6 separate regions of the Mus musculus genome follow, and all the other regions are linked to region 6. A link is a contact called in public promoter capture Hi-C data. All regions are on one chromosome and are shown on one strand. The core of a region is the stretch at or near the end of the contact, and the rest is flanking DNA. Distances in the headings are between cores, read along the strand shown.

Evidence for each region. Promoter capture Hi-C pulls out the DNA fragments that hold promoters and counts their contacts.
Region 1: a contact with region 6 is called in a promoter capture Hi-C map of hippocampal neurons, with 5 times the contacts expected there. The contact joins the enhancer-like site here to the promoter of Cyp7b1 in region 6. A contact is called at or near these places in 5 of 39 promoter capture datasets (the 3T3-L1 cell line, cranial neural crest, frontonasal cranial neural crest and 2 more), 2 of 115 datasets of contacts at active chromatin or transcription factors (embryonic stem cells and stem cell-derived neural progenitor cells) and 4 of 9 other capture datasets (adipose tissue, embryonic stem cells, liver and 1 more).
Region 2: a contact with region 6 is called in a promoter capture Hi-C map of embryonic stem cells, with 5 times the contacts expected there. The contact joins the enhancer-like site here to the promoter of Cyp7b1 in region 6. A contact is called at or near these places in 4 of 39 promoter capture datasets (embryonic stem cells, hippocampal neurons, liver and 1 more), 2 of 484 Hi-C or Micro-C datasets (both in embryonic stem cells), 6 of 115 datasets of contacts at active chromatin or transcription factors (embryonic stem cells and stem cell-derived neural progenitor cells) and 1 of 9 other capture datasets (embryonic stem cells).
Region 3: a promoter capture Hi-C map of hippocampal neurons shows a contact between it and region 6, with 6 times the contacts expected there. The contact joins the enhancer-like site here to the promoter of Cyp7b1 in region 6. A contact is called at or near these places in 4 of 39 promoter capture datasets (hippocampal neurons, liver and second pharyngeal arch cranial neural crest), 1 of 115 datasets of contacts at active chromatin or transcription factors (forebrain) and 1 of 9 other capture datasets (adipose tissue).
Region 4: a promoter capture Hi-C map of liver shows a contact between it and region 6, with 8 times the contacts expected there. The contact joins the enhancer-like site here to the promoter of Cyp7b1 in region 6. A contact is called at or near these places in 3 of 39 promoter capture datasets (embryonic stem cells and liver), 5 of 484 Hi-C or Micro-C datasets (cerebellar granule neurons, embryonic stem cells, liver and 1 more), 1 of 115 datasets of contacts at active chromatin or transcription factors (embryonic stem cells) and 1 of 9 other capture datasets (embryonic stem cells).
Region 5: a contact with region 6 is called in a promoter capture Hi-C map of liver, with 7 times the contacts expected there. The contact joins the enhancer-like site here to the promoter of Cyp7b1 in region 6. A contact is called at or near these places in 7 of 39 promoter capture datasets (the 3T3-L1 cell line, embryonic stem cells, hippocampal neurons and 2 more), 5 of 484 Hi-C or Micro-C datasets (all in liver), 3 of 115 datasets of contacts at active chromatin or transcription factors (all in embryonic stem cells) and 2 of 9 other capture datasets (adipose tissue and liver).

Annotation. Positions count from the first base shown.
Region 1 is chr3:18,987,584-18,991,362 of GRCm38.p6, reverse strand. No RefSeq gene overlaps it. Among named protein-coding and RNA genes, the nearest start is that of Armc1, 170 kb to the left of the region's middle. Within about 2 kb of position 1,297, at least 10 of the 459 cell types and tissues checked have an H3K27ac peak or open chromatin away from gene starts, as enhancers often do. A contact at or near this core is called in hippocampal neurons, where this site is marked.
Region 2 is chr3:18,826,384-18,830,264 of GRCm38.p6, reverse strand. No RefSeq gene overlaps it. Among named protein-coding and RNA genes, the nearest start is that of Gm30789, 190 kb to the right of the region's middle. Within about 2 kb of position 1,279, at least 12 of the 459 cell types and tissues checked have an H3K27ac peak or open chromatin away from gene starts, as enhancers often do. A contact at or near this core is called in embryonic stem cells and stem cell-derived epiblast-like cells, where this site is marked.
Region 3 is chr3:18,904,504-18,908,261 of GRCm38.p6, reverse strand. No RefSeq gene overlaps it. Among named protein-coding and RNA genes, the nearest start is that of Armc1, 260 kb to the left of the region's middle. Within about 2 kb of position 2,446, at least 13 of the 459 cell types and tissues checked have an H3K27ac peak or open chromatin away from gene starts, as enhancers often do. A contact at or near this core is called in hippocampal neurons, where this site is marked.
Region 4 is chr3:19,042,207-19,046,194 of GRCm38.p6, reverse strand. No RefSeq gene overlaps it. Among named protein-coding and RNA genes, the nearest start is that of Armc1, 120 kb to the left of the region's middle. Within about 2 kb of position 1,419, at least 4 of the 459 cell types and tissues checked have an H3K27ac peak or open chromatin away from gene starts, as enhancers often do. A contact at or near this core is called in liver, where this site is marked.
Region 5 is chr3:18,876,328-18,880,341 of GRCm38.p6, reverse strand. No RefSeq gene overlaps it. Among named protein-coding and RNA genes, the nearest start is that of Gm30789, 240 kb to the right of the region's middle. Within about 2 kb of position 2,546, at least 3 of the 459 cell types and tissues checked have an H3K27ac peak or open chromatin away from gene starts, as enhancers often do. A contact at or near this core is called in liver, where this site is marked.
Region 6 is chr3:18,241,812-18,245,586 of GRCm38.p6, reverse strand. It overlaps Cyp7b1 (cytochrome P450, family 7, subfamily b, polypeptide 1), which reads left to right and starts at 2,249. Exons shown (of 6, transcript NM_007825.4): 1 at 2,249-2,499. The coding sequence starts at 2,384.

The DNA.
Region 1 (3,779 bases), core at 48-2,547, 750 kb before region 6:
GTGGAATTCCCCCAAGTGTGTGATCTGCTGCCAATCAGAGCCACCAGAACCAGTACGAAAGTTAATGCTCCACGGACCATCTAGCGACCCTCCACATGGTAGTGCATGGCTTAAGGCTCTGCCTTTCTCCAGGGCCTGGAATTGCTTCCTCTTTTCAGTATCTTGCTCTCAGGCTGAGGCACTCTTCTACTCAGCCTGCCTCAGGGCTTCAGAGCCTTCCCACAGGAGGAGGCTAGCCATCTCAGCTCCTTCCCCACTCCCAGACTCTTGATCACATATCTCCGACCTTTTGGGCAACTCTATTCTGTGTTTACTAAGTCATATCATACTGGAGAATGATATCTATATACCATATATTATAGGTTAAGTGTCTAATGCAGGCATTGGTAACAGCAGCAAATGTCCCCAGACCTCAGTAGTGGTGGTAGGATTAACAGGAAAAAGGGACTCTAATTGTGGCTACCTTTATACGGATCCACTTTTATCGTACAAGTCTGCAGTTTCCACATCACCTTGATGCTGGGTGAATCTGGGTGGACGGTAGCATCGGTTGGAGTCAGCAACCAGCATGGCATTAGGCGGTTTACTCAAGAGCCAGGCTAGGTTCTGGTCTCATTTGGCTCAAATTCTAAAGAGCTGCACCCAGTCTGAGAATATCACGTGACATAAATTCCCTAATCTCCTTACTGCATCAAGGAAGGAGCCTTGGCGATCAAACCATTCTCTTGATTTTTCCAGGTAAGGAAACTCTGTGGGCTAGTGCCTAGGCAATGACATTGGACGGCCTAGAGAGTGACAGGAAATGCTTCCTCCTGTGTCTGCATTCACAATATGAAAATTGCAAATTGGAGAGACTTTTGGCAACTGTAAGTTTTGCACTTCTAATTTTTTATAACTTTTGGGGTATAATAAAGGTCATCCAATTTTTCAGATTCATCCATCTAAACTTTTTTGGTCCATCTGTTTTTGTCCTGGCAGGCACAGTAGTAAATGCCTCATTTCAGAGTGGCTTCACTGCTCTTCCAGAACAGAGAAGAGAGCGCTCAGAATTATTATTAATTTCTAAATTAAATGGGCCAGGTCTTATGCTGTCCTAAAAATGGAAACATTCCCCTCCCCAAACTATACAGGGGGTAAGATTCGAGTGTGGTTTGTGGGAGAGGAGCTGTCAAAGTCTTTGCATGAAAAGACAATTAACTGTTGGTGAAGCTGGCAGTGGGGCCCTGGAGAAGGGGGAGGAGCAGGAGATGAGAGGGTCAGGTTGTGATTCCCTTCGGCAGTCCATGTGGCTCTTTGCTGGCAGCGTGCCCCTCGATGTCAGAGCAAGCTGAGCGAGCCAGACATGGTGCAGTGTGGGGAGAATATGCGGTATCGCGGCTGAGCTCTTGGCGATTTTCTTTCTTTGCCTCGTTTCTTGTTTTTAAATAAAGGCAGTTTTGAAGGTACAGGAACTTAGCACAGGATAAGCTCTAGCGAATTGTTTTTTTCAGGAGGCTGTGTCAAACCCTGGAGTGATATTTTTGGATGTGGAGTAAAGTACAAAATTGGAGTTGAAAAGGGACAAAGCTAGCTGAGGTTAACTATTATTATCAAAACTTGGCTGAATCCGAGCTTTGTCCTCAGATGCAGTAAGCCGAGCTGGTCATTTGGAACCAGCCAGAGAAGCACCCTTGGGAGAGATACTTCAAGTCAGTTTCTTCTTCTATTTCTTCTTTTATTTTTTCTTCTATTTCTTCTTCTTCTTCTTCTTCTTCTTCTTCTTCTTCTTCTTCTTCTTCTTCTTCTTCTTCTTCTTCTTCTTCTTCTTCTTCTTCTTCTTCTTCTTCTGAGAGAGAGCTCTAGCAAAAGGAACCCAGAAACGTGCGACATTTAATCAAGCTCTGTGAAGCTTTGCCGATGTTTCTCCCACCATCCTTTACCTAACAAATGATCTCAAGCAGGAAGCTGCCCGGGGAAAGGGTGGAAGAATCATGGTAATTAGCACCGTGCAACTCTGCATAATTAAGTACACATGCGCCATCAAGGTTATCTGGTCTTGACATTTGCTTCTTGGGGAAACAGCTCTACAATGTGATTGAATCCTTTCATTTAACTTTACTGGATATGTATAGCATATAGCCAATAGTTCAGAGCTCGTATGTCTGTACTGCATTTGGCTGCAATTTAAAGGTTTTAGCCTGCCCAGGGCATTGTGCTGAGTGTTTTGTAGGTACTAAGTCATTTGGTTGTTACAAAAGACTTAGGAATAGATGGTTTTAAAATAGTGTTTGCTGTTCTAGAAATTAGTGGTTGCTTTTTTCATCTTAATTGGAATAATTTCAAGTTTACAGAAAAGTGGCAAGAAAGAAGCAGGTCTTTTTTTTTTTTTTTTTTTTTTTTTGAACCATCTGAGAGCAAGCTGCAGACATGATGCTCCACTGTTGCAGACCATCTTCTCAAGTGTATTCACCTCAGCAGCCCTTATTTTCAGAGATGACATGACAGCTGGGGAACCCATAGGCCCCGGGCTGGGCTGGGCTGAGTCGCCATGCCTTTGGAAACCTGCCCTGTCTGGAACAGTTCTACACTTTGTTCTTTAGTCGGTGGCCTTGGTTCCTCTAAAGAGAACATGCCAGTTTTGTGGGCTTTTTTCTTTTTCTTTCTTCTTCTTTCCTCCCTCCCTCCCTCCCTCCCTCCCTCCCTCCCTCCCTCCCTCCCTCCCTCTCTCTTTCTTTCTTTCTTTCTTTCTTTCTTTTTTCTTCCTTCCTTCCTTCCTTCCTTCCTTTCTTTCTTTCTTCCTTTCTTTCTTTCTTTCTTTCTTTCTTTCTTTCTTTCTTTCTTTCTTTCTTTCTTTCTTTCTTTCTTTCTTTCTTTCTTTCTTTCTATTGAGATCATGGCTCATCCTGCTGAGAGCTGGAATTACAGGCTGTTCTACACAGTAGTTCTGAGCTTTCATTCCTCATGGTGAGATTCAGGCTCTGCATATTTTTTAAAGGATCATCTAAGAACTCATTGTGTTGTCACTGTCACTGGCTTCTAACAAATGGCACATGATTTTGTCTTTTTGCTGTGCTAATAATCTTCATTGTGCTTGTTGTGAGTCGGTACCTGGTGGGTGCAAAGGCAACACGTGTCGGGCAGAGGCTGACTTTGCTGTCTTGCTGTGTTACTCGCCTCTTTCCTCTGGGAGACGGGATCTTTTACTGAACACGGAGCCAGCCCCTGTTCTCACTCCTCATCTCTGGGAACAGCCTTGAGCTGTTTGTCACTGCTGGCTTTGTACTTGAGTACTGAGGATCAGAACGTGGATCCTCATGCTTGCGCAGCAAGTACACTACCCACCAAGCCACCTTCCCAGGCCTTTGTAACACTAATCTTGAGCTTTTAAGATCACGCTGGGCCTATTGTAAAACTACTATGCCCTGTTCATAATTGTGGGGCCATTGATGTTTCTCACTGAAGTAATGTTGATTTTCTGATTTCACATTGCTTTTACAATAACCAGATGGCATTTCATTGTAAGGAAAGTCTTTCTCCTGTCCTGGTCCAACCATCCATCATTCATCGATCCATCCACCCATCCATCCATATCAATACTGGATAGATACCAAGATTCTTTTTTTTTTCTCAATGGCTTATACCCTATTACTACCACTGTATCTTGGACACTCATGACCCCAGATTTTTCTGGTGAGAATCCCTTTTGTGTTCTTCTGGCAGGGTATTCTTTAAGCAAAGGATGCTCCAGACTAGTCTGTTTTTTTCCTAGTCCCAGCCAGGCCATCAGCTATTTCTGTACT
Region 2 (3,881 bases), core at 30-2,529, 590 kb before region 6:
AAATGAAACAGGAGAGTGGTTGGTTATCACCATAACAGTCTTGCACTATTGGACCATTGCACATCTTGTTTGGCAGTCAGTGTTGTAGCATGTAGGTTCAGAACTGAATATGATCTTTGATGTTTTTTGTCCCTTAACAAGCTGCATAGCATTATCCAGCACTATGAAAGCCAGCTAGCAGAGAAAAGTTTTCAGATCAACTCAAGACTAACCTATTTCTATCCTACAACCAAGCATGTGATGTCTTCAGCAATGGGTTCTTACCCCATTCCCAACACTGAGATTTTAATGTATTAACCCATTTCTCTTAGGAGCAGCATTGTTCTCTAATGCAGAGTACTTCTGTTGTTTGTTTGCCTTTAGAAATTATACTTTTAAGTAGCTGACAAATTAGTGGGATTTCATAAAATGTCTTCATACCTGCCTAGCTTTGGCGAACCCAACTCTTGCTGCTCCTTTCATTCAGTACCCTGTCCCTGTCCCTGTCCCTGTCCCCACTTACACCTCTGCCTCCTAGTTTTCTCTCCCTGTTCTTCCATATCACATATTTTCTACTATCTGATCATTATATTTCCACGTAGAAGCTGGGCATTGCTGCAGACCTTTTTGGTCCCTGTCTGCATAGAATGGGTCTCTGGTTGCAGGTGGACAAGGAGTCGGCGAATGAATGACAGACAGAATCACACGAGAGACTGTGTAGAATCTGAATGTATTGTCACAAAGTGAACACCAGTCTTATATAATACAGAAAACAAAGGGGTAGGATGTCACAGCAGGCAAAATTGAAGTTACCTGACACAAAACAAAGGAATGACTTCAAAAGGACTACAGAAACCAGCTAATATTTACAGTAAAGATAAAATAGCTCTGCTTAGGGTCAGCTAATGACAGGTAAGTATTTCACACCCTAGTCACAATTTGGGCTACTCCTTTGAGCCTTGTGAAAGCTAGCACCAGGGGGTTCTGCTCTAGCAGACCTTCTCATGAATAATGCAATACCACAACCTCCCCTCCCCCCTATTTCCTAGGCCTTGATAAATTCTTGTATGAGTGTAACTTGGGTGTTCTTTTAAGTATCTGTGGAGAATCTCCATTTGTCAGAAGAATTCGCCAATTTCCTTCTAATATGCAATGTAGCCTGTTATACCTGGCTGTAGAGAAGTTCCCTGTCTCAGGGGGATTCCCTAACTCTTTCATGATAAATCCACCTAGTAGCTAGGCCATTGTGTATTCCCTTGTTTGGGTAAGACTGGCTACTGCCCTAAGTAATCACTCTGCAGACTAGCCCTGAGCTATTTTAGCTCTGTTCTTTGTAATGCCTAATTAGTTTCACTGAGTCTCTGCTAGAAGTAAATTTGAATGTTATTGAATAGGTAACATTCTTACTGAATTCCTACTGAATTCCAAGCTCATCGGCTTCAAGCATTTTCTAAGACATTGGAACACTGGTGGAGGCTTACCTATGTCAGAATTCAATCTTAAAAGGCACTTATAATAAAATAATACTAAAAGAGAGCACATGGATCCATACACCAGACTAACTCGGGGATAGGGTATGAGTATACAGGTTATGAGAATGCCAAGGTTCCAGGAAGTTGAGTTTCCTTGAAACTCTTTGCCTCATGAGTGCTTCCAGGCCTGCCAAGCAGACTTCACTGGAGTGTGTGTAGCAGGGCATGGTGGTGCACACCTTTAATGCCAGCACTCAAGAAGCAGTGGCAGGCGGATTTCTGAGTTCGAGGCCAGCCTGGTCTACAAAGTGAGTTCCAGGACAGCCAGGGCTATACAGAGAAACCTCATCTTGAAAAAAACAAAACAAAACAAAACAAAACAAAACAAAACAAAACAAAACCAACAAAAAAACCAACAGCAACAACAAGAAGTACAAGATCATTGTTCCCAAATAGCTTCTCATGAACAGTTCATTTTGGTTGAGTCTTCCCTGGTCCTTTATTTCCTACCCTAACACTCTACTATAGATTGAACCTTTTGCCCACTTGACTTTCATTGTTACCCCTTCCACTTTCAGTATTCCCCTCTCTACTTTGACTTCCTCTACACCTACTATCCTTCCTCCTTAAAGGTATACCCTGCCACCAATGCCCTGTGTCGAGTTTTCTAGCTTTCACATGTACTCCATATTAAACGCACTAAATATTTGAAAGTGAAACTATTACATAAGAGAAAACAAATAGCATTTCTCCTTTTAGGCCTGGATGGACCCCACTCAGAAGTATAAGATTGTCTAGTTACATCAATTTACCTACAGATTTTACTATTCTTTATTGCTGAGTAGTATCTTATTGTGTATATGTACCATATTTTAATTATCTCTCCATCAGTTTAATGGATGCCTTCTTAGATGTTGTAAATAGAGTGTCAGTAAAATAGGCTACTAAGTTCTTTGGGTTCATGCCTACAAGTGATTTGAGGCTTTTTATTTCAGTGATACCATCAGTATTGGATCATCATCATAGTGATTTCTTCCTGTTATCCGGTCATTGCCCTATGTCATAAGATCCTGAAGCTTTGGATCAGCTGAAATCAGGCCCTTTCATGCATCCCAACACATCCTAACAGCTCACACATGATGTAGATGCTGTGGTGGGTCAATGCAAAACTGTGGATCTGGACCTGTGTGGTAGCTGAACTGGTCAACCTGCTAGCTCTCTCTTATCCACACCACCAGAGTGAGCTATAGCACCACTCCAGGTAGGTCTCCTAATACTGCCATTAGCAGGAGGCCAGGGTCAGCTCTCTTTTGCTCATGCTCTTGGGGTCTGGCTCACAGGAACCCATGCCTCAAGAGCCAGCACCACTGTGTTGCCCAAAGCCCAGGGCCCACTCTGCCAAGTGTTGCAGCCAGGTAAGGGCTGGGCCAGCTCTCCTGCTCTCACACCCTCAGGGCTGGCTCACCTGTGCCTTTGCCATTGGGGCCACTTGCACTGTGTTGACTAGGTGAGGTGCAGGGCCTACTCTCCCAAGTGCTACAGCCAGTGAGAAGCAGGGACAGCTCACCAGCTCTCATGAGGGTCAGCTCTTCCAAATGCTTCAGGTGGCAAAGGGAAAAGGGAGGAGGAGGGCATCACCTCCATGCCTGTACCACCTCACAGCAGAGGAGTGGTGGGGCCAAGACTCCCATGTTCTCACCCTTACTGGTGGGTCACCGGTACCTCCAAAACCAAAGCCAGCTCTGCTATGCTATCCAGGAAGATGAGAAGTAGAGCCAGCTCTCTAGATTGCTACAGCCAGTGAGAGGCAGGACCATTTCTGTACAGCCCTGGATATCTGTGTGGTTACAGGTGGCTGCCCAGACCAGGAACATTCCCATGATCTCTAGTGGTATTATGAGGCACTGATACTGCAGAACTAGGGATCCAGGCATGGCCCTGAGCAGCAACATGAACTGGAACTTTACCATGGCCTCAGGTAGCAGAACTGGCCACTCACAATAGGCTGTTCCTCTCCACCCTCAGGTTTTCAGTTAAATCTCTCTCCATAATGCTCAAACTCTTCTGCTTCTTTTTTCTCCCATCTGTCCATCACAACCTTGTACATTGTAGTGGCTCCCTCAGCAAGTGGCTCCCTCAGTAACCTTGTACATTGTAGTGGCTCCCTCAGCAAGTGGGCCACATGGTTGGTAGGACTCTGCATGACCTCCTCAATCTGTCCATGCCAGTCACAGGCCTCTAGGTTTCTACAGCCCACTCCTCTGGCATGGCAGTGGGCATGTCTCGGAATGTCTTCCTCCTTTCATGTTGAGTAGCAAGGCAGCAGGTGAAGCTCTGTATGTCCCCTGCCCACCTGTGCCAAGCAGCAGAGGGCAGTTCTCTGGGCATCTTTCACTGCCTTCTTTGTGTGACATGGCAGTTGGTATGTCT
Region 3 (3,758 bases), core at 1,197-3,696, 660 kb before region 6:
GAAAGGAAAGAAGGAAGGAAGGAAAGGAAGGAAGAAGGAAGGGAAGAAAGGAGGGAGGGAGGGAAAGAAAAGGGAATGTGAAGTGAAACCTTGATAAATACAAGATTCCAAGCCCAGGCATTTTTCACGTTGGGACTACTTTGAGGAGCTTGGATCAAAGCATAGATAAAGAAGAAAAGTGACTCAGGAACAGAAAGATAATTAAACAAGGCCACAGACATTGGGCTCTCTTTACTACAGTAGAAGAGTTCTGTCATCTGAGCTAGTCATGATGGTTGAGTGAATTCAGACTGAGAAGTGAATTGGTCGGAAACAAAGGTACACAGTTAATTTAAACCAGACTGGTGAGTGAGTATCTTTCAAAATACTAATTTCTTGTGCTAAACAAGTTTAAAAGCCACTGTGTGGAACAGTTTGGATCCAGTTTGCGTGTATCTCTCAAAGGTTATGTGCTATAGGTGTAATTCTTAGTGGATGATTCTGAGGTGGTAGAACCCGTAAGAGGTGAGGCCCCATGGAGAAAGGTCAGCCCACTGGGGAATCTTTCCTCACCAATAATTAATGGTTAATCACACTAACCATGACATGGTTAGTGTGAGAGTTGTAGGAAGAATGAGTGTTTGATTTCCATTTTCCTGCGACCTGTGATGCCCTGAGCAATCTTGGTGCTGTCCCCTTGTTCTTAGCAGAGGTCAAATAGATGGAGGTGCTCAGCCTTTGGAATTACTGAGCTAAATTCTTCATAGAGTCTCATCTTCTACTATTTTGTTATAGCAGAAAACGCAATAATTTAGTGCACATCACTGTAACCTTTATTTTGATATCTGATATTGATTGTCAGCTGGATGTGAAAAGGTTCATGAAGGCAAAGCAGTGATTTTTTTTCTCCCATTTTGTGAAATCTGATGCCTTCATCCTCTGAAGACAAGCCACCCACAAGGGGATGATGAGGCACACTGAACAAGTAGAACTTGGCTATTAGAGTGGTCCACGGGTGAGCTGGAGCCACATCATCTGAACATGTTAGAAATGGAGACTACCTGGGAGCATCTCAGAGCCAATGGCAAAGAATTTGTGGTTTACCAAAATCAATTTGTTAAGAACCAATACAGTGTACCTTCAAGCTTCAATTTCTGAAGTTTTATGACTTTTAAACATTTAGCTCTAATGTATTCCCTTTATAATTCTATGACCAAGTAGGTAATTATGGTCTGGAAGTCATTTCAGACATCTTTCCTCCACTGAACCCATCTATCCCACAGTGCATGCACACGTGGACAGGGCTGTTATTGAGTCCCCAGGAGTGCTGACACAATTTCTCCTCAGGAAACTGATTACATTAAAAACATTTTTTAAAATTTCTTCACTTAAAAACATATTTTTGAAAAAACCAAAACAAAATAAAACAAAAACGTCAGATCCATGAATGGTGGAAGTGTTTCCATGTTCGAGGTGGGCCATTACAGCTCCTCAGTGTGTCATGAGCACAGGGCTTGGTTTGTACGAAGTGGACCATGTGGAGGGGAAAAAAACCCTTAATTATATCAGTAACTCTGATTTTATTTTTTTACAGTGTAAACAGACTTTTGCAGAATTCATAATTACTTACAAATGCTAATGCTGACTGTATTTTAAAATCTAAAAATTTCTGTCATTGGAGTTGTGTCTTGAAAATATGTTTATCTATCTTAGTGCAAATGCTTTCTAGAATCCTGGAAAGGCATTTAAATTTTTTTGAGGCACTTAAGCTCAACAGCTAATGGAAGATCATGTATTTAAATAATTTACACTTCCATCTGGCTGAAAGAACACCAGGTGGAAGTCTCTGGTCGGGACGAGTCTGTTACGTGGAAGGAAATGTTTGCTCAAAATAAATGAAAGGCAAACATTTACATGCATTCTGTCTTTTTGTCTGCGTGGGTAGACTCCTGCTTTTCTATTCTAATGTTCCCAGGCCTGGATTCCATCTTAAACATTCACTTTGTGTTGCTGAGGGTCCAGAGGAGTTCCATTAACGGAATGCTTGCCACTGTTTTATTTTCTTCTTCACAGCCTTTTGATCACTAGCAATTATTGTCTCTCTTTCTCATCCTTTCTGTATGCCAACCCGAAATCAAAAGGGGCTGCCCACTTTCTGCAGGAGAGAGGAAGCTGAGCTTCCTGGATGAAGTTTTCCTTGTTGCTGGGCCAGCTGGCAAATTTTATGTTTCCCACCGAGTGTCACATTGTGCTGTCAAAGGCTTGGTTTTGTGAGTTGACTTCTGATAGGCACTTTCTGCATCTTACCTGTCAACTCCACAGTGGACTTCCTCATTTGCAGCATGTGGCTTGCAAGCACAGACCGAGCCTGCCAAGCCAAGAAAAATCCTATGGAGTGCTCTGCTTACCAGCCCTTTTCTGCTCTTCATGTTTGCCAGACATACTCTTCTGTGCTTGGGCTCATTCAATGTGTGGGTGTCTGTGTATTGATAGGGACACATGGGAATTTCAGCACTATCCACAATGTTAACCCTAAAGGGGGGAAATCCAGGCTTGAGTTCTGGTATCCTAAAGGAGAATTTCTGGTTATGGAGGGGGTTTTCTCCAGGGTTATAAACTGGCTCTCTTAACATCTCACTCTCCAGCTTGTATGGGCATGCATTCAATAGTTAACAGTAACTGCATAAATGTTTGGAAATCAGCCTTTGTAGCCCATGTATTTCAAGAATTTCAAAATATTACAGTCTCTAGATTCTATCAAGATCACACTTAGGTTTATCTTCCAAGCTTCTAAGACTCCCCATGAAAAGAGATCACAAAACCTGTGGAGGCTTCAAACTCGTATTTTTTTTTTAAACCAGAGCCAAATGAAACACAAAAATTCCAAATGTTTCAAGTTTTATTCTAGGTTTAGAAGTGACACATTTTTGATTCAGCTCTAAATCTGAGGATCTTCTCTCTTTCATTGCTAGGAACAAGCCAGGCTGAGCTGGGCTGGGGTGTGGGGAAAACCTGAGTACACCCAGAAAGACCACCACCCTGCCGTATGCTCCTCATCAGGGGATGGGGTTTCGACCTATTACAAAAAAAAGTATTGGTCCCAGGAAGGAAAGTTGCTCAGGGAATTTCTCTGGGTACACTGTAGGGTATGCTTTGGCCACTCCATTTGCACTGGGCAGGAGTTCTTTCTGTTATCACTTTTTCTGTTTAGCATTTGGGCTTAGACCAGAAAGAAGGCTTCTGAAAGATGGGGTACTGAGCCTACTACACATCATGGGACTCCTCCTACCTCTGTCCTTGGCTGGTCCAAAGGTTTCAGGCCGTGAAGCTGGTATACCCAGGAGCATGGGTATTGCAGTAGTCACCCCCAGACGGGGCCACTCCGAGTCACCCGTGGAAGCAAAGTCAGCTCGCAAATGTTCAGTGTCAAGAGAGTGCCCACATCAACTGTGAGGTCTTCCTGTCTCTTTCTTCTGTAGCAGTCGCCACTAATTCTGGTGCTATAGAACACTGGGCAGCTGACTCAAAATTGAGAGTGGTGCTTGAGCTTTATCAATGTATGGAAAGCATATGGCCAAGCTGTCTTAGTAAGCTTGGCAAGGACACTATTTAATATTATAGACATCATGTTAAGCAAGCAGGGCTCATGAGGAATATTCAGAAAAATCTCTCTATTCATTTTCCTTACTGTTTGCTTTTCTTTAGTTCCAAAGGCCACACTCTCAATTTTGAGTCAGCTGCCCAGTGTTCTATAGCACCAGAATTAGTGGTGATTGTTA
Region 4 (3,988 bases), core at 170-2,669, 800 kb before region 6:
CACTTCCTGTTTTTCCCCTGACTTTTTCTGTAACCCACTGAGTGTTATTACTGCCACCTGCTGGAGTACTGCCCACTCTTGTTTGCTTGATCTTGTGTAGATCTTGTGTTACCACAGCTGCTTCAAGTTCATATGTGACACAGCCATGCTATGACAAGAGCATGAATTTCACAGCATTCCTCTCCATCCTCCCACCCTCACATCCTTTTTGACTCCTCTTCTAGCTTCCAAATCAGTGGGGTTCTACAGAGCTGCTTCATTAACCCTTAGTTTTGGTTGCCCTGCTGCTGACAGTGGGTTTCATGACTTGTATTTTCATAGCTATAATCAGTTGTTTTTATTTTCTTTTCTGCATCTGTGTAGCTCATAGTTCATTTTGTTGTTGTAGATAGCTGAAAGCCTAGCTAACGTCCTAGCTAATGACTGATCATTTTATGTTGCTGAGAAACGAATCTGAGTTCAGCTTGGAGCTTGGTTTAGAGGTTTAACGGTAGCACAAGCTGCTGGTGGTATTTTCCTCTTTTAATCTGGACACTGGAGAGACAGAGGGAGGCAGATCATAGTGGGTTCTAGGCCCAGCCCTGGGCACATCATGAGTTCCAGGACAGCTAGAGTGAAACCCTGTCTCAAAATAAACCCAGAACAATAATGTTGGTGACGGTTGGTGACTGACAGGGATATTGGTAAAGATGAGGGTATTAAGACTAGGTTTCTTTTTCTTTTCTTTTTTTTTTTTTTCACTTCTCATCAAGGAGACTTCATTTTTATTTTTCACCTGTGTGATTTCCTTGCATGTATGTCTGTGTATCACATGCATGCATGATAATGGAGACCAGAAGAGACTGTCAGATACCCCTGGAACTGGACTTACAGGTGGCCGTAAACTGGTGCTACGTGTGCTTGGTGCAAGGAATGGAACCAGAGCCACTGGTTCACCTGAGCAGTGACCCAGGTGGTAAACAGAGTGTGACTTGTTTAAAGTCAATATAGAAAGCCAACCTGGAGAGTCAGATACCTGAGAACAAACAGGGTCTTATATACAAGGATACTAAAGATGATACAATTTGTATGCTTTAGGAACATCTGTAAAATGCTTTACATTTTTAAGTCTTATTTACTTGTACACATGCATGTGGAGGCCAAACAACTCCTTTTAGGAGTTTTCTCCTTCCAGCACATGAGATCTGAAGACTGAACTCAGTTTATCAAGTTTGGGGGCCAGCACTCACTCTATGGGCGATTTCTAAGCCCCTTTTATAATTCTGAAAAGGATTTTGGCATGCCACCATGTCAGCAGTCAATATGTAAAGTATTTTGGCATTTGTGTCCTTTTTAGTTTACAGTTAGTTTGTACCTAGAGTAAAGTTTAACACACTCTGCGAGCAGCCTGCACTTTTCACTGCTTTCCCAAAGGCTGGCAGATACCAACATGTTTGCTGAAACCGTTTCTCATTCCCTTAATAAATAACAGAGATTGCAATGGTTAGTGTTAATTGTCAATTTGACAAAATCTAGACTCCCCTGGGAGATGGACTCTGGGAGTGTCTGTAATGAATAATTATATCACTTCTTCTGGGAAGATCAGCACATAGTGACTGACATGCCTGTTACATGATCATGGTTCTGTAAACATGAGAACTGGGGAGTCAGGGTTCTTTCTTCCTTTTCTGTTTCCCGAGAGTGGGTGTGATGTGAGCATATACTTTAGACTCCTGCTGTGTTGATTGCCATGCTATCATGAACTGCACCTGGAACTGTGAGCTAAAATAAACCATTTCTTCCTTGAGTTGCAATTTTTTTCCAGTTTGTTTCATCATAGCAATGGAAAATAAAGTAAGAGATGTTGGCCACAAAATAGCCTGGGTTGTTCTGCTGCTGGGCAGTCATTGCTTTAGCTAATGGAGACAAAGAGTAGACAACAAAATGCTCCAAGGTAGAACAGTAGTTACTAACAAACTGTATTAGAGCACAGGAGAGCAGCCACTATAAAAACAGTATTTTCAAAACAACTCCAAGCCAGGCAGTGGTGGCGCACGCCTTTAGTCCCAGCACTTGGGAGGCAGAGGCAGGCGGATTTCTGAGTTTGAGGCTAGCCTGGTCTACAGAGTGAGTTCCAGGACAGCCAGGACTACACAGAGAAACCCTGTTTTGAAAAAAAATCTCCATAGGGTAATTCTAATATCAAAGAATCCCTTCTAATAAGCAAAAGGAACAGCAATGTGTCTTGCAAAAGCTAATTCCTAAAATGGCAGCATCTACCTTCCTTCTCTGGAAACAGAAGATATAATCCATCTCTCCTCCAGGGTTCTCATAATCCAGAACCGGAAATGATAAAGCTGCTTAGAGTGGGTAATTCCATAAAGAAAAGTAGGCCAGAACCTGAGATGGAGGGGGGACATTTGTGACAGCAGCCACACTTTCTCCCCCCTCTTCTCCTCCCTCCCTCTTTCTTCCTTTCTCTGTCTCCTCCACCTATGATCAACACACATCCAGAATCTTTTAATTGCTATTCAGAGCAAAAGGTCCCTTTATCCTTTAAAACATGTCTGTCAGTTTAAATATTTAAAAAAACAAACAAACAAACAAAATAGTTTCATCTATCTGTCTGTCTGTCTATCTATCTATCTATCTACCTATTTTTTTTTTTTTTTTTTTTTTTTGGAAAGCTGCAAATGCCAGAATGTGTTCTCACCAAATATTTGCTATGGTTATGTTTATCCAAAAGTGGCATTAATTCTTTCATTCTTCTTCATTGAGCCCACTGTCCTCATTAGGTTATAGGGATCCTATTCAGCTTGACAGTTTCTGCAGACACACAGTGGCCAAGAAAAGACCTTAAGCCACAAGGTCAAGGGCACACGTTAGACAGGAGGAGATAGTTTCTCAGTTCTTCAGCTTCCTATTCAATACTTTTTGAAAGTCTTATTAAAACATTTTGCATTTTTTTCCTCCAGTAGGGTGGTTCAGCAGGGTACTATTACAACGATTTTGTTTTGTTCAATGAAATTATCAGAGATTCCATTTGCTGAGGTCACATGTAGACAGCAGTGCTCTCTGCCTTATTGCCAAATGATTACAGAATGCCCTTCAGTAATTCTTTAAACTCTCAAATGCCTTGGAAATAATATGCTGGCATATTACTGAGGTGTGACTGAGGCACCATTTGTGCTCAATATGACAGTGCACAAATGATATTCCTCTATAAAAGTTCAAACTACATTAATCTTTTAGGGAGGCTCATTGACTGGGAAGATGGCTTAGATATAAAATAAAGACACAGAGGGCTCATTGAGGAGAGCTTTTCTGGACAGAATTTCTAAGAGCAAGCATAAGATAAGGTCTATAAGTTAACCCTTTATGATGAGGATATGAGCAAGTGAACACAGTCCTAGAAGAGAGGTGGGAAGGATGAAACATGCCATTAATAGAGGGAAAGTGAGCTTTGAGGCCTGAGATATTGAAAGTAGAATTATCTAATACCTGATACAAATAAACAATGTCAAGGTAGTTGAGAATCTTAATAGGAAATGGGAGCATTCCCAAGTTTATGGCTCTAGCCTCTAACTACTTTGCAGTTTGGAAGCCATGGCAGAGTTGCTAGGTAGCTTTTCCTAATGTCATCCCTTATGCTGGGGACAAATGGTGAGCAGTCTCATGGTGGATGCTTTCTTCCCTGGGGCCTGTAGATGCAGCAGGAAGCAGGGATGTGGTGCATATCAAGAGGTGAGAGTCCTGGCTGGACCACCAGGTAAAGGTACCTGCTGCTAAGTCTGATGATCTCTGTACCTGTGCTCCACCAAATAAATAGATGAACAGATAAGTTCAACAAAAAGAGGTAAAAATGGATAGATTTAATGAGGTGTAGGAGTCTAGCTGCAATCTACATAGCTGATATTATTTAGCTTGTTTAGACTAGTTTTTAATAAATCTGTGAAATATGAACAGCATTGCTTGTTTCTAAACAAATTCTAGGAGCAAGTATTAAATG
Region 5 (4,014 bases), core at 1,297-3,796, 630 kb before region 6:
GGGTGTTGTTATCCTTAGGGATGTGGTCCTGAGTCCTATAAGAAGGCAAGCTGAGCAAGATTTGAGAAACAAGCTAGTAAGCAGTGCCCTCCACAGTTTCTGCATTAATTCCTTCTAGCCTCAAGTTTAAGTCTTGACTTGCTTTGAGGATAAGTTTTGATGGGGATAAGTATAAGCAAGGTAGGAACTTTCGTCCCCAGATGATGTTTGTGATGATGTTTCATCACAGGAGTAAAAACTCTAAGACAAAAATAGATAAGGGAAATTGAGGACAGAGTTCTGAGAGGTGCAAACTATTAATTCATTCATGTTGAGATTACAGTTGGTTAGAAACTTTATAATGAACGACTATGGATTGACTATGTTACCCACAAAACTACTGAAAATGTAATCCCCATAAGACAGTGTTAGAGGTCGGGCCTAAAGGGATGAGATGAAGTTGTGAAGAAGGAATGAAATGGTTAGTTCACTCTTGTTTATCTCCTTTTGTTCACCTTCTTCTTTGCCTTCTATGGGATGTGTGATGCACTTAAGAGATATACAGTTTTCCCACTAGTTAGTATAGGCTCTTTCCTGTGCTGTCTCATTGCATAAAATCCATGTAAGTATTATTTACATTTTTCTAATGTAAGACAATGAATTTCTGAAAAGTAATAAATAGTAGTTGTTAGAGTTGGGCATTACACAATGACAAGCAGCAGGTAGAGACAATGGCAATCGTTTTGTATTATGTGAGCAAAATCCACCTTGTTAGTCAAACGGGAGATAAAATTGGAAATGTGTGGGCAATTGATGGAAGATTTAGAATGTCAGCCTGAAGACTGTACCTACCTACAGTGGCATTGCCAAGCAACTGCAGATTTTGAGAAGCTGGGTGAAGTGATGAAAACAATATTGAAGAAAAGGAATTCAACATTTGTGAGGGGAGAAAATAGGGAAACCAGCCAGAAGGCTTTTACAGTAATTGAGGCACATGTTAAATCCAGTGTATATGAACAGTGGCTATAGACAGGAGAAGAAGAGGAGCTCACTCGCTTCTTTGTTTATGATTTATTCTATTTCAAAAATGCTTTAAGGTACTTTGCAAGACTTCAAGCAACAGAACATACAAAAGAATGTCATAAGGAAAACATTTAAAAAGATTGTACTAGGATAATCAAATAGAACCAGGACTAATTCCTAATGTGCTTGGTATCCTACTCATATTCAAAGTAATCCAATAAAGGAACAAATGTGAGCACCGTAAGGACACAATCCTGCTCATTTGGCATAAAGAAGGGTGAGTCTAATGAATATACCTTTAGTCATTCCAAAGCTTGTAGTTCTTGATAAATATTTTATGGCAATATGTTCATGTTATAGGAATCCCATGCTGTAGTTACTGACTATAGAAGGAACCAGAAACACATACCTTATTAGGTTCAGCTGGTTAGGAGTGGGATAGATGACTAGATAGACCACCCCAACTCACACACTGTAGGGAAAGAGAATTTCATTTACAAAGAAACACACACACACACACACACACACACACACACACACACACAATTAGTTATAATGGACTCCAATTCCAGCTTTGTATAAGCTGAGATTAGGGAAATCTTAAAACAGGTCAGTGAGACAGCTCAGTGAGGAAAGGCACTTGCCACACAGCCTGATGACACGAGTTCAATACTCTGTACCTCAATGGAGGAAAGAGAGAACTGTTTTTGTGCAAGTTGTCCTCTGACCTTCACACATGTGCCACAACAATAGACACCTGTGTGCACACACATATATACACAATAAATGCAATGAAAATAAGCTTCAAGCAGGTGTAACTGACATTACAGATATAAATATATATAAATTGCATAATTTCAACATTATGTAGTTCTTACCTTAGTTATACTTTGTATAGCTTGTGACATGCATTTTTACAGATGAATTAATGTTCTGTATGGTGTGCGGCAGTGATTAACCTAATGGCACTAGACAGTGAATTAGTAGGATGGAGAATGATGGAAATGAGGATGTGACTGTACCCTTTCTTCAATGCCCAGTAAAATCAATACAAAGAGGGGTTTAGTTGGAAACAACAGAGTTCATGGTAAAGAGAGTTTGTTAAATGAAGCTTTGACTAGTGCTCTCAGTTATGACAAATGTATTAATAAACAAAATAAAATGTTTTATTTTTACACTAGGAGACTTAGACACGTGTTTCTACTCTGTTTCATTTTAAATGACAAGCTATAACTCTCTAAATTAACTTTATACCCAAGTGAGTTATGAACAGTATTTGGTAACATTATTCTAAAAGCTATCATTGCCCTGAAATGGGATGGCAAGCAGTGGTCATGGACATTATGCAGTCTGTCACAACAATAAAAACACTGTGTTCAGCTTGAGTCACACTAATTTCTCTACCATGTGTGAGCGCGTATTTCTGATGTAGGTCCCTAAATGCTGGAAAGTCCATTATTGTTTACTGTGAAAGTTATTACCCCAGTCAGAAAAAGCATGCCAGCACGATTTACCTTCACCCAGTTGCCCAGTCCCATGGAAGGCTCCACTAGAGTGTTGACATAGAGCTTCAGGCATGTATTGACACTGGAGCACTGCACCAGCCACCTTGTACCTTGAGAAAGGACCACATTGCAGAAATACCCCCACATATAAGTAGCTTGTCTTATGCATGCTCACTAGTTAGACAAGTGATAAGTACTCAATACATCCAGATAAATGAAGGTTTCTATGGACAGAATAGAGAAATAACTCAAGATGTTCAATGTGTGCAGTTTAAAAATGGTAGTAAAACATGACTGTAATAACAATTACCATTGTTCCCATTTTTAAGCCTACAGTTCCATCATATTGAGTGTTTCTACATTAGTTTGTGTCTGTCACATCCTTCTCCACAATGGGATTATTTTACCAAACCTATTGGATACCACATCTACATCCATTATTGCCAAACCTGCCTCCAATTCAGTCTCTATGAATTTAGCTTCTTTAGATACTACATGTAAGTTCATCATACAATGTTTGTTCTCTGAGCACTTGTTTTCTTAGTAACTGTTGTGTAACCCTGTGTGTGGAGCAGGAGAGCTGTGGACAAATACACATTGACTCCGAGCAAACAGTGGAAGCAGCCTTACTGAACCAGGGATCAGAAATCACTCTATTGGTAGTTTTCAAAAAGACTTTTTTCTTAGAAACAAATTTATTATTTGACTTACCAGTGGTTAAGACAGTGGCTTGTACATTCCCAGCAAGAATAAGGTACAGAGATCACACCATGTGCATTGACAAAAGATTTTCAGATTATATTTGTGTTTCAAGGAGATGGCGTCCTGATTACCTCTAGCACTGTGGTGTGAAGATTTTTATTGGGTCTAGAACCCAGATGATTTTTCGAAGATTCAAATAGCTAATCACAGTTGTCAATGGGGAGCTGATGAACTATGACCAGCACATTTTCTTTCTCCTGAACATGGGCATTACGGCATTCAGCTGATCTTAGCAAGTGCTTCTGGCAAAAGCTGTCAGTTATGGTAATAAACTGAATGGCTGGGAGCTGAGCGGATATAGATATGACCTCTGTTGTTCTAATTGTCATCATGGCTGTACACAACACCCAGAAGACAGAATGAGTGACTAACCTAAGGTGTAATTGTTTGTGATTGTAGTGTTGAGGGCACGTTGCTTTAGATTTCACACATTAGATTTAGTGGGGTCAGGGGAGAGAAGGAAATAAGATAAGAATATCTTATAATGGTGAATATAATGGTGAGATAAGAATATTGACACTTTATCCTTTCAGAACCCATGGAACATGACTTCCTAATAGAGCTTAGGTTAGGTTCCTTATCAAATCAAAGAGCAGAGACCCAGTCTTATTGCTTGGGTGCCTAATCCCAACCAAATGTGGCCATTCTTTAGGTAGAGCAAAATGTGGATTGCTTTAGAAAGTGAAGAGAAAGAAAGGCAGGCAGAGAATCATACAACACATAGAATAATAGGTTCAAAATAACC
Region 6 (3,775 bases), core at 1,000-3,499:
ATCTAATGTTTGAGCATGAATCGAAGCATCTGCTCCCATCAGTTGTTGCTGGAGATAACCTCTCTGTTGATGATTGGGCTAGGCACTGAGTATAGCAGACATCACTAGGATTTTTTTTTTTTTTTTTTTTTTTGCTAGTCACGTCTGGTTCTAGCCTTGGTCTCTGGGCTATCCTGAACATCCAGGCAGTAGAGCAGAGGATGTAGGCTCCCTCTTGTGGTGTGGACCTTAAATTGTACTAATCGTGGTTGGCCACTCCCATAAGTTCTGTGCCACCATTACCCAATACTTCTTTCAGGCAGTAGAGGTTGCTGGTCATGGGTTGAAGGATTTGTGGCTGAGTTGATATATTAGTCCCACCACTTGAAACCTTATCTGGTTACGAAAGAGGGCCAGTTCTGGTCCATATTCTTTATTACTAGGAATCTTTGCTAGGGTCACCCTTAGAGATTCCTGTATGTTTCCATTGTACTACGTTTTCACATCAACCCCGAATCTGTCATAAACCAAACCCCTACTATATCATTTGCTTTGGGGAATGAGCAAAAGATTGGAACCATATGGACCCATTATTAAATTCTCTCATTGTTACTCCACAATCACATATCAACTAGTTTCTTTTCTTTTATCTACTACTAATATCTGTTCACTTCATCTCATAGTCTTTGAAAAGAAGACATTTTATTTTATTTTTTAAATGCTTTTTTTAAAGATTTATTTATTTATTATATGTAAGTACACTGTAGCTGTCTTCAGACGCACCAGAAGAGGGCATCAGATCTCATTATGGGTGGTTGTGAGCCACCATGTGGTTGCTGGGATTTGAACTCTGGACCTTCTGAAGAGCAGTCGGGTGCTCTTACCCACTGAGCCATCTCACCAGCCCTTATTTTTTTTTTTTTTGTTTTTTTGTTTTTTTACAGATCCAACAAACCACATATCATCCATGGCTTACACTTAAGAATGCCATCTTATAGTAAAGACCAGCTGAGTTTATTTCTTTATGATTCAATGTCTATTTCCTAAGAATTGGGCTATGTGTAACCTGCAACCTTAACTACAAATGGCTCTGCACTGCTTCTTCCAGAAAATGGCAGTCATGCCTTTCTTTCAAAAGCTATCTTGCTATGACCATCTTGTTATATTCTGCTCAGTAACTCCCATTCAGAAACCCCCTACCACTGGGTATAAAAACCTTGTCTTCCATATGTCCAATGCTGACCTCTTGGATCCCAACCTTAGGAGGAAGGAGCCCATGAAAACAAATAAAAACAGCTTGCTTTATTTTATGCAGGTCAGTGGTCTCTTCCGCAAGCCTTTGGTGTTAACACTTCTCATTGCACATGGAGTATTCATCACTTTCTTTCTGAGACTGAGACAGGGTAAAAACAGATCTGTGTGAAATGGTAAGTGGCACAGAGACCAGATTTGAAGTTGTTAGCAGTAACTGTTCGGGGATAGGTGAGGGTGGGAACTGTATCCTGTCCAGTGCATAAGATAGAGGTTTTGGAGTAGGATTTAATTAGATGCGTAAATATTTATCAACTAAGTCTACAAGACAACTTGAATATGGGTAATCAGGAAAAAAGGTGTGTGTAGGATGGGGGCTCTCCTGTGAAGTTAGCATCAGGTCTCTCTCTTCCTCAGCCACTTTCACTTTCTCTATTAAGGCAGGGCGCCTGTCCTCATGTTTCAGGTGTATCTGCTGAGTCATTACCGCAGCTCCCATGAGAAGATACTTTTCGAATGTCTTCCTTCTCTGCCTGTACAGTGTGCTGTACACTACGGACGTGGACTTGGTGTCATAGCTTGGTGTTACCTGTGGCTTCTTTCTGTGCTGTGCGTCGGCAGTTAAGACCCTGCCTTCTGCCTCTGGTGTGAACCTTTGCATATATTATGCCCTCAACCTCAATCTAAGCACAGTGGACACTGGTGGTGAAGGTGATGGGGAGCACAAACTGCAGTATCTGCCAGCTGTTTAGGATGACCTGTGCCACAGGGCCACTTTCTAAGGCTAGTGGGTGGGGAGAGCAGGGAGTCAGGCAGGGTCTCTTCTGCGAGCTCACTGCTGACTGACTCAAAAACACCCCCCCGCCCCCCAACCCCCAGGCTTCTGTGGCTCCATCTGGGGAAATCCTAATCCTTTCCCTCTTCCTTGGCAGGGTTCCTGTCACCGGAGCGGAGCGGAGCGGGAGGCGGTGCGAGGCGGAACGCTTGGGTCAGGGGGAGGCGGGGGGGAGGGGACTCCACTAACTTTGTAGTTCAGCTTTGGGGGCCGCTGTGACATTCTGCTCTGTGCAGCGGGCAGGCCACAGCCTCTGGTCTAGAAGAGAGGGCACTGTGCAGAAGCCATCGCTCCCTACAGAGCCGCCAGCTCGTCGGGATGCAGGGAGCCACGACCCTAGATGCCGCCTCGCCAGGGCCTCTCGCCCTCCTAGGCCTTCTCTTTGCCGCCACCTTACTGCTCTCGGCCCTGTTCCTCCTTACCCGGCGCACCAGGTAAGCGCCTGGCTGGCCACGCATGCGTGGGATCGCGGCCACGCGACCTCGTGGACACCCGAGTCCGGCAGGGATGGCGGGTGCAGGAAAACCTTGCTGCAGGACACTGGCATCTGCTGCAGCCAGTGGATGTCCTAATAAAGACTTCTTTCACCCTCCACACACTCACACACGGGCTACAGTTGAGAGGCCCGAATGGAGTTGCACCACGCAGGCTGTAGCTATTCAGGTTTGCATTAAGCATCAAGTATGGCCTTTTCGTGGGCCCATGGATATGTTGCAGCTCAGAGTTCCCTCTATTTCAGGAAGAAAATTTTCTTGAATTTCATTTAGCTCAAAGAGAAATGTTTTAAGAAAATGCAGGTGCAGGATATAGGTGCTGCTCTGTGCCTCAGTTTACCTGATTTTCCTTACTAGGAAAAAATAGAAACAACAGTATTTGCTATCACAAGTTTTCGTGAGGAGCAAAGGTGATAATAGTTATGTCTTCGCCCTGTTATTTTTCTCAGGACAACAGTAACAACAGCAAAACTCAGAAGGGCTTAAGTATCCTGCTTGAAATATGGATGTAGAGAAATACAACTAAAATTGTTCACTTCAAATTTATTTTCTTTTCCCACCAGTGTCTTATTTTTTTCCTACACTGTTTTCATGTTTTTTGTAAACCAAGCAGATTGATTTGCGGAAAATAGTAATTACAATTTAAATATCTGTCAGTATTTACTTGGATCAGTGAGCGTCATAACTTCTCTGGTTTTAGGGACAATGACACAATTGTACTGCACACACATATCTGCACACTTCTGAAATGTCAACTGAAAAATACTCAAGATAATAGCATTTCCACTTTCTCACATTGAGCTTTGAGAGAACTTTCCAGAGCTTTCCTGTCCCTCTTCTGCAGTCTTCAGCACAGGAGGGGATTGGATCTTTAACTTCAGCTCATGTGATTCTACACAGGCTCCAGCTTCTCCCCATGCCAGTTAAGTTGCACTTCCAGATTTGCAGACAGGAAGGTGATTTGTTTCAGTCTCCATTTACATGCAGGGCAGGAATCGATGGACCTAACTAGTTCATTCTAGACCATTGAGGGTAATCAAGTCAGATTGTGAAACTCAGGATAATGTCTCGGGGAGGTAGAAAGGCAAGGTAGGCTTTCCACAAGAAGCTCTTTGAATAAGCCAGTTTTTTTCTGTTCACTAAATAGTATTTGCTGAAATGTTCATGCCATCAGTTGTCAATTCCTTCATACCAGAAAGACTCCAATACAGGTCTA